Linked DNA regions of Lactuca sativa: regions 2 and 3 are each linked to region 1. The links are chromatin contacts, called in public Hi-C maps. All regions are on one chromosome and are shown on one strand. The core of a region is the stretch at or near the end of the contact, and the rest is flanking DNA. Distances in the headings are between cores, read along the strand shown. Region 1 holds the start of LOC111915637 (pentatricopeptide repeat-containing protein At1g18485). Region 2 holds the start of LOC111915616 (UDP-glycosyltransferase 89B2). Region 3 holds the start of LOC111915636 (serine protease SPPA, chloroplastic).

Region 1 (4,503 bases), core at 1,011-3,510:
CTGCCCGTGAATCGCATAGCCTGCAATCAGAACTGTCCAGAGCCCAACATGGTTTTTATCTGACCGGTTGAAAACATTCCGGGCAGCTTTTATGCTGCCCGTTTTCGCATACATGTCTATGATTGAAGATATTACGAAAACGTCCCTCGTGAGGTTTTTCTTTAAAGCAAAAGAATGGATCGATTTTCCTAGCTTTAGAGCTGACAACTGTGAACAAGCGCTTAACACACCTGTGGTTGCAATCTCATACGGTTGGGTCCCACTAAACACCATTTTTCGGAAGATATTTAATGCTTCGTTTGGTTGTTTATTCTGTGAGTAACCAGTGATAATTGAATTCCATGACACCAAATTTTTATTCACCAATCTATCAAACACGAACCTTGCAGACATTGGTTTCTCACATTGAATGTAAAAAGAAATTAATGAATTACCGATATGTGAATCGGTTTCTAACCCCTTTCTAACCACAAACCCATGAGTTTGTTTACCATAGTTAAGCAACTTGAGGTCTTGAAAAGCTAAAAGCAAGCTACTGATGTTGTGCAAATCAGGCTGAATCCCAAAAGATGTCATTTTAACATATAAATCTATCGCTTTTAAAGGATCACCATTTCGCACAGAGCCACTGATAAGTGTATTCCAAGAACTTACTGTTGTGTTTTTCATGAGGTTAAAAGTATTTTCACCCAAACAATATGATGACCTATGTTTTGTGTAAGCTGTAATGAAAGCATTTGCCACCAATTCGTTAGATTCAATGCCATGTCGAATTGAATATCCATGAAGTTCCTTTACCTTTAAGAGATGTGAATGATGTAAGCAAACTTTTAAGACGTTTAGAATGGTTACCTGATCGGGTTTTATTTTTTCCATTTGCATCTTGCGAAGAAGTTCAAATGTATGTCCAACTTCACCTTCTTTTGAACAACCCCAAATAATCGAATTCCAAGAAACCACATTCTTGTTTTTTATTTTATCAAGAATGATATGGGCTTCTAACATGTATCCGTTTTTCAAATACATGTCCATCAATGCATTTTGAATCATCAAATCATGATACAAGCCCAATTTCACAGCCAAAGAGTGGATGGTTTTTCCTAACAAGATGTCTCTTTCAGAAGCACAAACTGGTAGCAAAGTTACTAATGTAGCAACGTCAGGTGTCAAACTTTCTCCGGCAACCAGAAACTCCATGAACAGATGGATACTTTTTTGAGAAAATCCGTTATTTGAGAACACTGAAATCAATGAATTCCATGTGACCAAGTTTCTTTCAGGCATAAAGTCGAACACCTTGACTGCATCATCTACAAATCCAAACTTGTCATACATTGCAACCAACGCATTACCCACAAAGACATCTGAGATCAAACCTGTCTTCACGGCCATACCGTGAACCACCTGACCACATATCAAATTCGGAGCTCCGACACAAGCTTTAATCACGCAAGGCAAGGTGAAATTATCAGGTATATGCTCTGTTTGCAAAAACTGGGAAAAGACAAGAATCGCATCATCACAGAGATCGTTTCTAGAGTATCCGTTGATGATTGCGTTCCATTGATATAAGTTCTTGTTCTCTAGTTGTTCGAAAACGATTCGTAAATCGGAGGGAGATCCACAAACGGAGTACATCGTGATAATTTGAGTGTTGAGGATTGAGTTGTTTCTCAAGTGCGGCGATGACCAAACCAGTTGGTGGACTTTCCGGCCGGTTTCGATGTCTTTGTCGCCACCGCATGCCTGCAGTAGAATACCGGTTGCTTTGGCGGTTTCTGTAAGTTCAGAAGGCGAGTCGTGGAGCAAAGTCAGAGCTCCGGTGAGGTTTTTCAATTGGCAGAGACGATCGATCTTTTGAGACAAACGGTTGGAGTGTTGTCGGCGAGGAAGCTCACAATTTGCGACGAGTTGAACGTTGGTGCTGGTCGAGTGAAGTAGAGGCGGAGGTGGATGGCGGTCTCCGACGTGTAGTGGTGGTGACGATGACATCATAGCCATGGTGAAAGGCTCGCCTCTTTTTTTTTTTTTCCTGCTCTTTCTAGTTGACGATATTTCCTCAATTAAAAAATAGGCCTTTTTTAATAAAAACAATAAAATTTTGCATATATTAATGAAAATAAATAATTTCTCAAATTCTTGCAAATAACTTATAATAATCAATTTACAGTGTTCAATAAAAATACAATAAAATCGTTTATTGGATATTGGATACTTTTAAGAGTTTTTTTTCTTCTTTTAAAACGATGTATACTTTTAGAGTTATTTATAAGAAAACGTTTAAATTTATTATTTTTTGTTGCCTTTTTCTTTTCTTATTAATTGACAATCTGTCCAAAACTTTTTATTTTTGCCTTCAAAGCGTGTTAAGTCCAAGAGTCGGTTACCCGTAATGACGCGGGGGTGATATGTTTGTTAGTGCATTCTAAAACATCATTTTTATGGTTAAAGAAAACTCATCATTACAAGAAAAGGGTTTAAGAAGCAGAGAATGGTTAAAGAAGCAAATAAAATGTTTGAATGAAACTCATCAACTGCAAGAAACTTCTTATTCGATTCTCTTGTTACACCAACTTTGATAGATAAATGTTACATAAGACGGCTTGTTATTGGGTCTAAAGTTACCTTAAAGGAGATGATGGCTAACATCAAGCATAAGGTCAACTACGAAGTGTCTAGAGGTCAATGCTATATAGCTAGAAAATGTTTATTAGTGGGTCCAAAGTTACCTTAAAGGAGATGATAGATAACATCAAGCATAAGGTCAACTATGAAGTGTCTAGAAGTCAATGTCATATGGCTAAAAAAATAGGTAGGAAAACCATAAAAGGTAAATTAAGCCATCACCACGCCAAAGTGTGGAACTATGCCCATGAAATGCTTAGATCAAACCATGGTAGTACATGTAAGGTTCAAGTTTTTTTTTTTGAAAAGAATGTAAGGTTCAAGTTATTGTCAATCATGATGGAAAAACTAGAAAATGCAACTAATTGGTTGAAGGAAAATTTATGTGAAAGGAGGTGGGAAATTTGAGGTAGTTGGTGCCAATGGATAGACATTATAATTTATACATGATGTCCATGATGATAAATGACTAAATGTTGATGATGGTGTAAATTCTTATGAAGGTATAAGTATGGATGATGTTCATGAAGGTGCTAACAATGATGAGGAAATGGAGGTCGAAGCATTGGAGGTGATGAAGATATAAATGAGGGTGTTAACAAAAATAAGGATGGTAATGTTTATAAGGAAGTAGAGGACTGGAGGTTAGTAACCAGGTCCTCTCCAAAACTACAAAGGCCATTACCTAAGACAACTTAATTACCATTACATGACATTATCTAATATAATTTAATTACCACTACATTCCGGATCAATACAATAGCTATGAGCAAAACAACAATAAACATTAATAAATTGACCATTTTCTTCTTCTTGAGTCAATTTGCTCTTGGCATTCACTATTGTTCTTTAAGTACATACGTGACTCAAATTTGGCATCTTCAATTTATTTATTTCACAGTGGTGGATCAACCCATATGAAAAACACAAAACTTTTGTCGAAGGTTCTTGCAAATACACAAAAATAATTAAACAAGAAGCTTATCTAAATTACATATGTCATGATGTAAAATTAACTTTTTAAAAATAGAAATGTTGAAGATCGAAAATAAGTTGTAAAATGTTAATGCCCCTACATAAATTTATTTATATTAATCATTAGACCTCAATAAAATTTAGTTATAATTATACAACGAGTGAGATGACAAACGAGCAACAAGCTGTGGCGCTAAGTCTTTTTGTGTGGTAAAGCCAAGTCATTTGAAGACTACACATATATATCTACATGATATGACATTACTATGCATGATCCGTTGTACTCTCTTAAAAAGTTTTACCGTATCCGGAAACGTATCATCAGATGTCTCAATGGTTCCTTATTAAACTTATTGTGTAGTCCATTTAGTGAAATCTATGCATTCACTCAATCATTATACATGATTTTAAGGACCAACAAACATCTACATACTTTCATTTCAATTTGAATGAAAAATTTATTCTTTTGCTACCAATATTTTTTGTGGATATTTTTTTACTTTTGTAAATACCACCATGATCACATTGGAAAAATATTTATGTTAGTAGTATATCTTTTTATTACAATAACATAAACAAGTCTGCAACCTATCTTTTGAACCAAGTCTATTAATTGATGACAAAAATTGAATACCTAAAAATGCATTTTTTTAATCAGAAACTAATAAATTTAACCATACTAAATAACCTAAAGTTTTTAGCATGTCGGTTTCAAATTTTGATGCGTCACTACTCACTAGTGAAGTAACTACATTTATTATCGGCATCTTGAGGTCTAATCAATACATATAAATATGAATTTGTCATTTATATAAACATAAATATCTTAATAGTAATAAATAAACATACATTATCATTTAATTCATCAAACCATAACAAATATTATGGACAACTCAATTTGTT
Region 2 (4,503 bases), core at 716-3,215, 220 kb before region 1:
AAGCCATGAAACAAAATAGTAATTTAAGAAAACCCAAAAGGTAGTTATCTATTTTAATCTTCAAAAACTGAAACAAAATAGTTTTTAGAGGTCATCACATCATGATAATGGAGGCTGCTGTAATGTGTTTGGAGCAGTGCCAAATCAGCTTCCCTTACACATCATCCTGCCACGTAGGCTAGCTAACGGCAAAATTGTTAAAAGTACTAACTGAACAAAAAAATTGTTCAATGACCAAATCTAGCCAAAGACATAACTTTATTGTGCTAGTGACATTTTCCTTTCTATTAACTAAATAACAAGTTCACAAATATGTTGATATGTTTGATAGTATGTATGAACCGGTAGAATCCCTACATGTGGCGGTTCAACCTTAAACAACCTAACATATGATACAACTATTTGAGTTTTTAATACTTTATAAAAACTATCACGTGTAGAACTAATAATCTAAATTATACTATTATTAACTCTTTAATCTATAATAAAATTATGTGTATAAGGGGTGTGCAGCGCATATATAAAATTATGATTAATAATCATATATCTTTTTATTAAATTACTTCTCAGTCATGCTTGCCGCTTAAATTACGAGAATTTAGAGCTCACATATAAGCTTAATAAGCTTAACGAACATATCCAGATCCCTTATTGATGTTCCTCCTTTGACTGCCTTGCTAGCTGCTTGACTTAGCTCCTTCACTTTTACTCGCTCCAATATCTCCCCACTTAACGACTCATCCAACAACCGAGCCAACTCAATCGAGTCTGGCACATTATCAGGTCGACCCTCACAAGCTCGTTTCCCAACACCCAACTCGTCAACCAATAGCTTCTCATCTGCATATTGGTCAGCACCCATTGGCCACGTCAGCAGCGTCACACCCGCTGAAACTCCTTCCAACGTGGAATTCCACCCACAATGAGTCACAAATGACGCTACAGCCCGATGTCCTAATATCGCCAACTGTGGGGCCCATCCTTCGACTATGAACCCTCGATCACCCACTCGTTGTTTAAACGCTGAATCACTTCCTTTTGCACACAAAATAAAATTAACATTGCTAAGCTCAAGTGCACCCGTTAATGCACTCATTTGCTTCTCGTTTAATGTGGTTCGGCTTCCGAAACATATATACACAACAGACTCATCTGTTTTGTTGTCTAACCACGTGAGTAGCTCATGAGGTGGCGCCACACTTGGCCCACCACGAGCGGTACCATCTCTAGGAAGTAACGGGCCAACGGCCCAAACCCGATCATGACCCATTTGTTTCTTCATGTGGTCCATGTAGGTTTTTTCTAAGTCTTCAAATGTGTTGTACACAACCCCCCAACTAGTCATATTAGCCAACATTCCTTTTCTAAATGACTCGTAATCAGGATCTCCTTTTATAAAGTTACGTGAGACCGGTGGCAACTGCCACATTTGAAACTCCGGCGAGCTAGGGATTTCCGGGAAAGAAATCAAGGAGCTAGCATCTTTATCGACACCATTGTTGGCGTTATTCTTATTCTCACCCACATCACGCCACATCGATTGAATAATGGAAGAAGCAAAAGCACCTGAAGGGTTGAACACCACGCGCTGGATGCCAAGGTGGGAAGCGAGTTCATTAGTCCACCCGAGAAAGAAGTCAGAGATGATGGCCACCGGCGGCGAAGGGTGGGATCTGAACCATTTAACGATGGGATCAAACTGTTTTTGAGTGGAAACTATTTTGCCGATAAGGGGGTGAGGAGATGATGGGTTGATTTCAGGATCAGGGGAGAGAAGCTTGTGCAGAGAAGAGGGGTGGGAGGAGAGGAGAGGGTCGAGTAGTGGGAGGTTGACGGGGGAGATGACGACGGTGATGGTTAGGCCACGGCGGAGGAGGATATCGGTGAGGTCGAGTAAGGGAATGATATGGCCGGAGCCAGTGAACGGGTAGACTAGTAAATGTTTTGTGTTGGTTGAGTGAGTCATGTTTAAAAGTATGATGATCTGTCAAAAGAATAGAGAGAGTTGGATATTTATAACTTAAAAAACGTTATGGAATTAATGCTTGAAACCGTGTGCTGTTTGCTCACCTTTTGGATAGATTGGTATTTGGTAGAACGTGGGATCTTGGTTAATTAAGATGTTTTGTCGTGGTTCGTTTGAATACTTAAAATTACTAAATATGTCCATTTGTTAATTAATTATTTAGAAGCTAATTACATTGGTATGAACGATGAAGTGACGTCAGTGCTCACGTTTGTTCTTTATAAAATGTAAATTATACCCATTGTTCCTCGTGTAAATGTTAGAAAACGTGTTTAATCGATATTTTCAAAAATTAATTCCGATGTTTCTCGTTTGCATAAAACTTGTACTTTTTGTGTCTGTCATACATTTTTGTTGCGCATCTAGTCCATGATAGATATAAAATGACCATAATATTTTTTGTCTATTTCTTTTCCAATTAATTTAACGTTATTTTTTTTTAATAAAAAAAGAAATATGGTCACACCTTTTTAAAACTCTTAATTTAATCTCTCTCTCTCTCTCTCTCTCTCTCTCTCTCTCTCTCTCTCTATACCATCATCGGGAATATTCACCACCACCGCTGTATATATGAACCACCACCAAAACCTCTATCTCCGGTGTGCCGCCATCACCTACCACCATCTCACATCTTTGTCTAAAACCCTAAAAAACCACCTGAATCTCTGTCTCCACCACCATCAAAAGCTTCATTGTTCACAAACGCCGCACCTTCTTTGGAATTGTCACGTTGTCGTGATTGCCGCCTCGTCGAAGAACGTGACCTCTTCATTAGATCTACACCATTTCGTCTCCGTCGGCGTCGCCTTCATCTTTGTGATTGTTTCTTTTCTTGAAACCCTTCTTTGTCTCATATCTACACCATCTCAAATCTACACATTCGTTGTCACTATCTGTTCGCTTGAAAACCTGTTCGTTGAAGCTTGCAGATCTTGAAGTGGTTGTTCGGTGGACTGTCAGATCTGGAGAAGAAGGTGGTAGTTCGTTAAAGATCACAGATCTGGAGGATGATGTGTACCATTTTTCCTCAGAGGTAAGTTGCTTCGAACCTTTATCGTCTCAGGGTTGGAACATCACCGCCTTCACTGTATCTGGGTTCCGATCTGAGGTTTCATTAACACCACGCCTAGGGTTTTAAATGCCACCTAGGGTTTCAAGTTTGGTTTGGTTTGGTTAAGTGGTAGTAGATGGTTGTTTCTAGTTGTCGTCGACTAGCGGTTGTTTATGAGGTGTTAGCGGTGATAGGTGGAGGCACCGTAGGTGGCTGGTGGCTAGAGGTGAATGGTGGTAGGAAGTGGGAGAGAAATAGGAGTGACATATGGTGGTTTCTGGTGGTGAGAGGTGGTGGATTTTGGTGGTGATAAGTGGTGGTTGCTGTAGTTGAGAAAGAAGATAAGAGATATAATAATGGTGGTGGTAGTGCTTATATTTAATTAAACAATTTTTTAATAGATTATTAATTAATAATTAATAAACAAATCAAAAAATAAATAAACAAAGGTAAAATAGTCTTTTTATGTGCGGATGGACTAAACATGCAAGAAAAAACAACCCGAATGACGGATGAATTAATTTTCAAAAATAGAAACTAAACATGACTTCTCGCATTATCACAAGGAATTGTTGGTATAATTTACCCCTATATAAATAATGCTTGAATTGATAATAGAGGGAGGAAACAAGTGGACGAGTTGACATTGAATTTCTTTTGTGGGTCCATAAGTCCGATCGTTTTGACCTTATCGGCCTTTTGGAATTCGGATCATGTCAACTGTTGCCCAAAGCAACTTCAAACCTCGATATTTAGATTTTAGGGTCTAATCATTCCAATCCAACATTATTTCTATATTATTTTTACATTGACAAATAATTAAATATCAAATTTGGATATTTGATATTTTAATATTAATTTGTATCGTAATCTTCCAAACAATAACGTCTTTTAATCATATTCTAATAAATGAATAGGTTTATTCTCCTATTGACAAGTGTCACGCTATTAGAATTTCTCATTAATAACTATATGTAACATATCATGCCACTTGTCAAATTATTAATTATCAATTTCAAATTTCAAATTTTAAATTTTCCACTCTAATTACATTAAATTAATAATTGATTCTCCATTCTAAATTTCAAAGTTTAAAAATTTTCATTTTAATTATATTAAATTAATAACATTAAGTTAAAAAAATAAAATAAAATCAATACAGATTATAAGGTGATATAACTTCACATATTTGTTTAAATCAATAATTATAATTCTATATAACTAAAAAAATATCTCTTAAGTAATAATTTATTTAAAATAATTGATTAGTAATTTTGATTTTTTAATATAAAAGTTTAATTAATTTTATAACCGTGGTTCTCACGAGTTATAAACTAGTTTCTTGATAAGCCAATTCGTAAAACCTTAGGAGCCCATGACATGAGCAAGAAAACTTGTCCTTGTCAGTTGGCAGGATAGTATTTAT
Region 3 (4,503 bases), core at 1,159-3,658, 130 kb before region 1:
ATTTTAAGTAGCAATCGTGATTAGTGTCAATATTACCAACAAACCCAAGAATTTAAGATTCTTATTCATGATTAATGACACCTAATAATGAAAGATTTAACCAAAAAAAAAAAAACTAACTGAAAATTCGAGGATAGTGTAATCTACCTGAAACAACACCAATTGACCCAGTCAAAGTAAGATTCTCTGAGACTATACTTTGTGCAGCCATTGCCATATAGTATCCTCCACTAGCTGAAACATCAACCATTGATGCAATCACAGGCTTAGATTCAGCCAATAAACTGATTTCCCTCCACATCCTGCACAAAAATAAAACCTTAACAACATCAAAAATCAAATATCCATGTTAATGTTAAATGCCTTGTGGTTAATATTAACAAGAACTTACAAGTCAGAAGCAAGAACATCACCACCAGGACTATCAATTCGGATAATAACTGCCTTATACCTTTTTGACTCTGAAAAAAAAAAAACAAGACAAGTTCGTACACATGAATCTAAAATGACATAAAATGAAGTGTATATATACATACATACCTCTTACTTTGCGAATCTTCTCAATGAATTTCTCAGCAATGATGCCTGAATTAGGTTCAAAAAATGAGCCTCCTACACGACTAATGCTACCTGAAGCTCTGATTACTGCAATTTGATCTTTGCCACCTGTCAATCCCAAGCTCCATTTTCTAACTCTTGAGTATTTCCTGGAGCATATTGACAAGTGCTTGTAAGATTATAAGATGAAAAAAACTAATTTAAATAAGAGATCATTACTTGTAAGCAACAAGTGGAAGTTTTTTCTTCTCCACAATGCCTAATTTCTTTTTCAGCATAGATGTAACCTCATCTTCGTATTTTATATCTGTTATCCATCCATCTTCTTTCAACTTTTCTACTTGGTAAACTCCTTCATTGATAAACCTTTCAATATCTTCCTTTTTCTTTCCTGTAAATGAAACAATCTGAATCGATTGCTTTGATATATCAAGATTCAAGACTAAAGAAAGGACAAGCTAACTTCACCTTTGGATTGAGAAACCGTGTTGACCCAATTCCCATAGATATTATCTACTAATGTTGTAAGAACCTCGCGATTTTCTTCAGATATATTCTTGCGAGTTAGTCGATCACCAAAACTCTTGTATTTACCAATCCTCTCTACTTGTGGTTCAACTCCTACTTTCTCAAGTACACCTTTATGCACACCACTTTGGTTAGTTAAGTTAAGAAGTTGATCACAAGATTTGATAGATGTAAAGCAACAACAATGGGGACAATTCTAAAGCTGGAAGTGAAATGTAATGTGTCAAACTTACCTCCAAGAAATGATGCTTGAGCAGTTAAACCATACAATGAAAAGTACGCACTTGGAGGGGCATACAGCTCTTCACAAGCACAGGCAATGTAATACTCCTTTTCATGCCATACAGGTGCATAACCAACAATGAACTTTCCTAAATTGAATTATCACAGTTTAATACAAGTATCAGAATTATGGTAATTGAAAACTCATATACATGTAATTTCATAACAATTATTATAAATCTACCTGACTTTCTAAAATCCAGTATGTGTCTTCTAGTTTCTTCAATTTTGGCCCATCCACATTTCAGGGTTTCAATGTGGAGATAAACACCAGATATACGAGGATCATATGCTGCCTTAATTAGGTTTTCACAGATTTGAGGTAGGGATAATCCTGAAGAGAAACGACCCTTCACTTGATCAGTTATCTGAAATTGGCAACAGTAAAAAATCAATTTCGTCATCCAATATGTTCACTTCGATAAACATTATTGTGTAATTTCGATTCAAGAACAATAGTTGATAAAATCAAAAGGGGTGAAAACGACCAAACCTTGCCGCGCAATTTGATATTCAGAACGCTGCCTTTGCGAACACGTTGCAATGGATAAACAGTTAGCATGCGTAGCTTCACCACGAAGCTCTTCCAAGCACCTGGTTTTTTAAACTCAAATTCTCCACTGGGATAATCGCCATCGTCTTTTAAACTGCCATAATCGGCCAATTCGGGCTTTAACTCGCATTTCTCCTCCTGATTCTCTTACAGAATATCATCATTTTTTGTGTCAGATCAACAATTCAAATATATATGTTGATTATATAAACGTAATCAAATTAAAAATATATATCGGCTAATAAACTACGAAGAACTCTATAAACAGAATATGCTTACTTGATGTTGTGAGATTTGATTCCATTATTTCAATTGATGAGGCCATCTCTTGTTGTAATTAATCGGATGATCAAGTAAAATCAATTTTCGTAAGTTAAATGATTGTGAATTTATGATTACATGAAGTCAATGTGAGAAATCAATTGATTTTAAAAAGACTTTTGACTTGGTTTTCGTTTTATTCGTAATCTAAATAAGAACATGATTTTAAAAAGACTTTTGACTTGGTTTTTCGTTTTATTCTTAATCTAAATAAGAACATATACTTGGAGTTAGAGACCACTCATTCTATAAAATTTAGAAAGACTTATGGGTCAAAATCCGAATATTATTGTATGATTCCTCAACGTGAGAAATCAATTGATTTTAAAAAGACTTTTGAGATTTTCCTTTTATTCGGAATCTTAATCTATGTATCTACTCATCATCTAATAAGCAAAATCATTAATAAACAAAATCATTGTGACGCATGTCCTATTCTACCGTATTATAATGCCACGTGTCATTTTTAAAAATAATTTTAATTATTACTACAAAAAGAAATCATAAATTGATAGATATTAATTATAATCCCGATTTTTCATCAAATTACCGAATTTTTTTGGTTCAAATAACATTCAAATTCCACATTTGCAAATGATGATGTGCCTAAGCCAGCACGGTAAAACCACACCCTGGCCAAGGCCTTAGCGTGTCGGCCAGGTCGGGCTCAGTAAGCTCAGCGTCCGCCAACGCTCCCACTAGCAGGGCGCCTCAACAAAAGGCTTCAGTGCCCGCTAGGAGCACTTATGGAGTCCCAACGAAAGGCTCGTGCCAGCCAAAGGACGCTCCCAACTCCAAGACAAAAGATACGGTCAAGAGACAAGTAGCAGGGTCAGGCCATTATCGTCAAGACCAATGAGAGCGCTCTAACGGTCAAAGGCGCATGATCCTCTAATCAACGCCCCTGATCCTGTCTCCCCCAAAAAGCGATCTTGTCTGGTACGGACTAGGCAAAAGCGCTAGGTACAAAAGGATACACCCTTGGACTCACAAGGTAAGCACTCTTCTCTGACTTATATACACACAGAGAAACCCTAGAAACACTCTAACTTGACCGTCGGAGCGTTCTTCCGGGAGCACTCTCCCAGGAACGGCTAACGACTAACGACTTTCTTCTCTTGATATTGTGCGGAGGCGACAAAGAATCCGATCACACAGCTTTGGATAGATCAAGCTCGCCATACGCATCAACAAACAATAGCAATTTATGTTCAAATCTTTAATTACAAGTCCTATCTATTTTGATGAACCTTTATTAGGATTTAGCAATTTGAAATTAATATTCTAATAATAAATATTTTTTATTCCATCTATATTTCATATCAGTAACACGTTTTCAACTTTCATTCCAATTGTTGAAGTGTATTGTGTTTTCTCATGTTCAAGATTACGATTTCTACAAAAGAGACATCATAACAAATCGGGTTAGTTCATCTTCATAAACTAGTAATTATAACTTTTTTCTGAAAATACTTTAATACCAATGTACTTTTAGTTTTCTAAAAACATCTCATGTTATACAGTTAGCGGGGGTTATCTACTAATCTTGTGAGTCCATCATTCCTTTTTCTGCAAAATTTCACAAAAAAATATGTTTTTTTAGAATGTATATATATATATAATCGAAAGTACGTGTATCTGTTGCAATTTCGCTTTCAAAATTAGTAAAAACCTTAGTAGTTGTTCTTATTTGATTATTGAAACGCATATTTGATTATTGAAACGCATCCTACTTGACTCAATAGATTTCTACTTCAACTTCTTGATAAATAAACTCAAGATCAAATCCTCCATTGAATCTATAATTCCTTTTTCTGCAAAATTTCAGAAAGTAAGATGCTTTTAAAAAAACAAAACTGAAAGTAAATGTATCTTTTTTAGTAATGTGTATCATAGTAACTTTAAATTGCAAATATGATGGAGGAAACAAAATGAAAGTAAAAAAACTTAATTATATTTTATATGTGTTCATGTAAACTGAATGCATAAAGGGTAATACAGTAATTTTTATTATCCATATCCGTCTATGTTATTGTGTATGTATCTGTTTCTATTATTGGTACATGTATCACATTATTATACCATGTAGCTACTAAATGGATGGACTTAGGGTTTGTTTGTTTACCTCTTAATTGCAATATTAAGAGGCAATGTCTTAAAATTTCAAATTCAGAGCGCTTGTTTGCGCATTATTTTTTACATCTTAAAATTAAAAATGTCTCTCATTTTTTTCAGATATTAAACAAAGTCTGAAAAAGAAA

The links. A called contact is a pair of places that touch in the nucleus more often than the background predicts.
Region 2: a contact with region 1 is called in a Hi-C map of leaf, with 4 times the contacts expected there. The contact joins the promoter of LOC111915616 here to the promoter of LOC111915637 in region 1. A contact is called at or near these places in 2 of 4 Hi-C or Micro-C datasets (both in leaf).
Region 3: a Hi-C map of leaf shows a contact between it and region 1, with 2.7 times the contacts expected there. The contact joins the promoter of LOC111915636 here to the promoter of LOC111915637 in region 1. A contact is called at or near these places in 4 of 4 Hi-C or Micro-C datasets (bud, leaf and seed).

What each region holds. Positions count from the first base shown.
Region 1 is chr5:56,256,900-56,261,402 of Lsat_Salinas_v11, forward strand. LOC111915637 (pentatricopeptide repeat-containing protein At1g18485) reads right to left here and starts at 2,261. Exons shown (of 1, transcript XM_023911277.3): 1 at 1-2,261. The coding sequence starts at 2,001.
Region 2 is chr5:56,037,309-56,041,811 of Lsat_Salinas_v11, forward strand. LOC111915616 (UDP-glycosyltransferase 89B2) reads right to left here and starts at 1,966. Exons shown (of 1, transcript XM_023911257.1): 1 at 599-1,966. The coding sequence starts at 1,966. The coding sequence ends at 599.
Region 3 is chr5:56,127,487-56,131,989 of Lsat_Salinas_v11, forward strand. It overlaps LOC111915636 (serine protease SPPA, chloroplastic), which reads right to left and starts at 2,409. Exons shown (of 13, transcript XM_023911276.3): 1 at 2,201-2,409; 2 at 1,862-2,067; 3 at 1,553-1,736; 4 at 1,320-1,457; 5 at 1,027-1,197; 6 at 778-949; 7 at 541-707; 8 at 392-461; 9 at 148-302. The coding sequence starts at 2,246.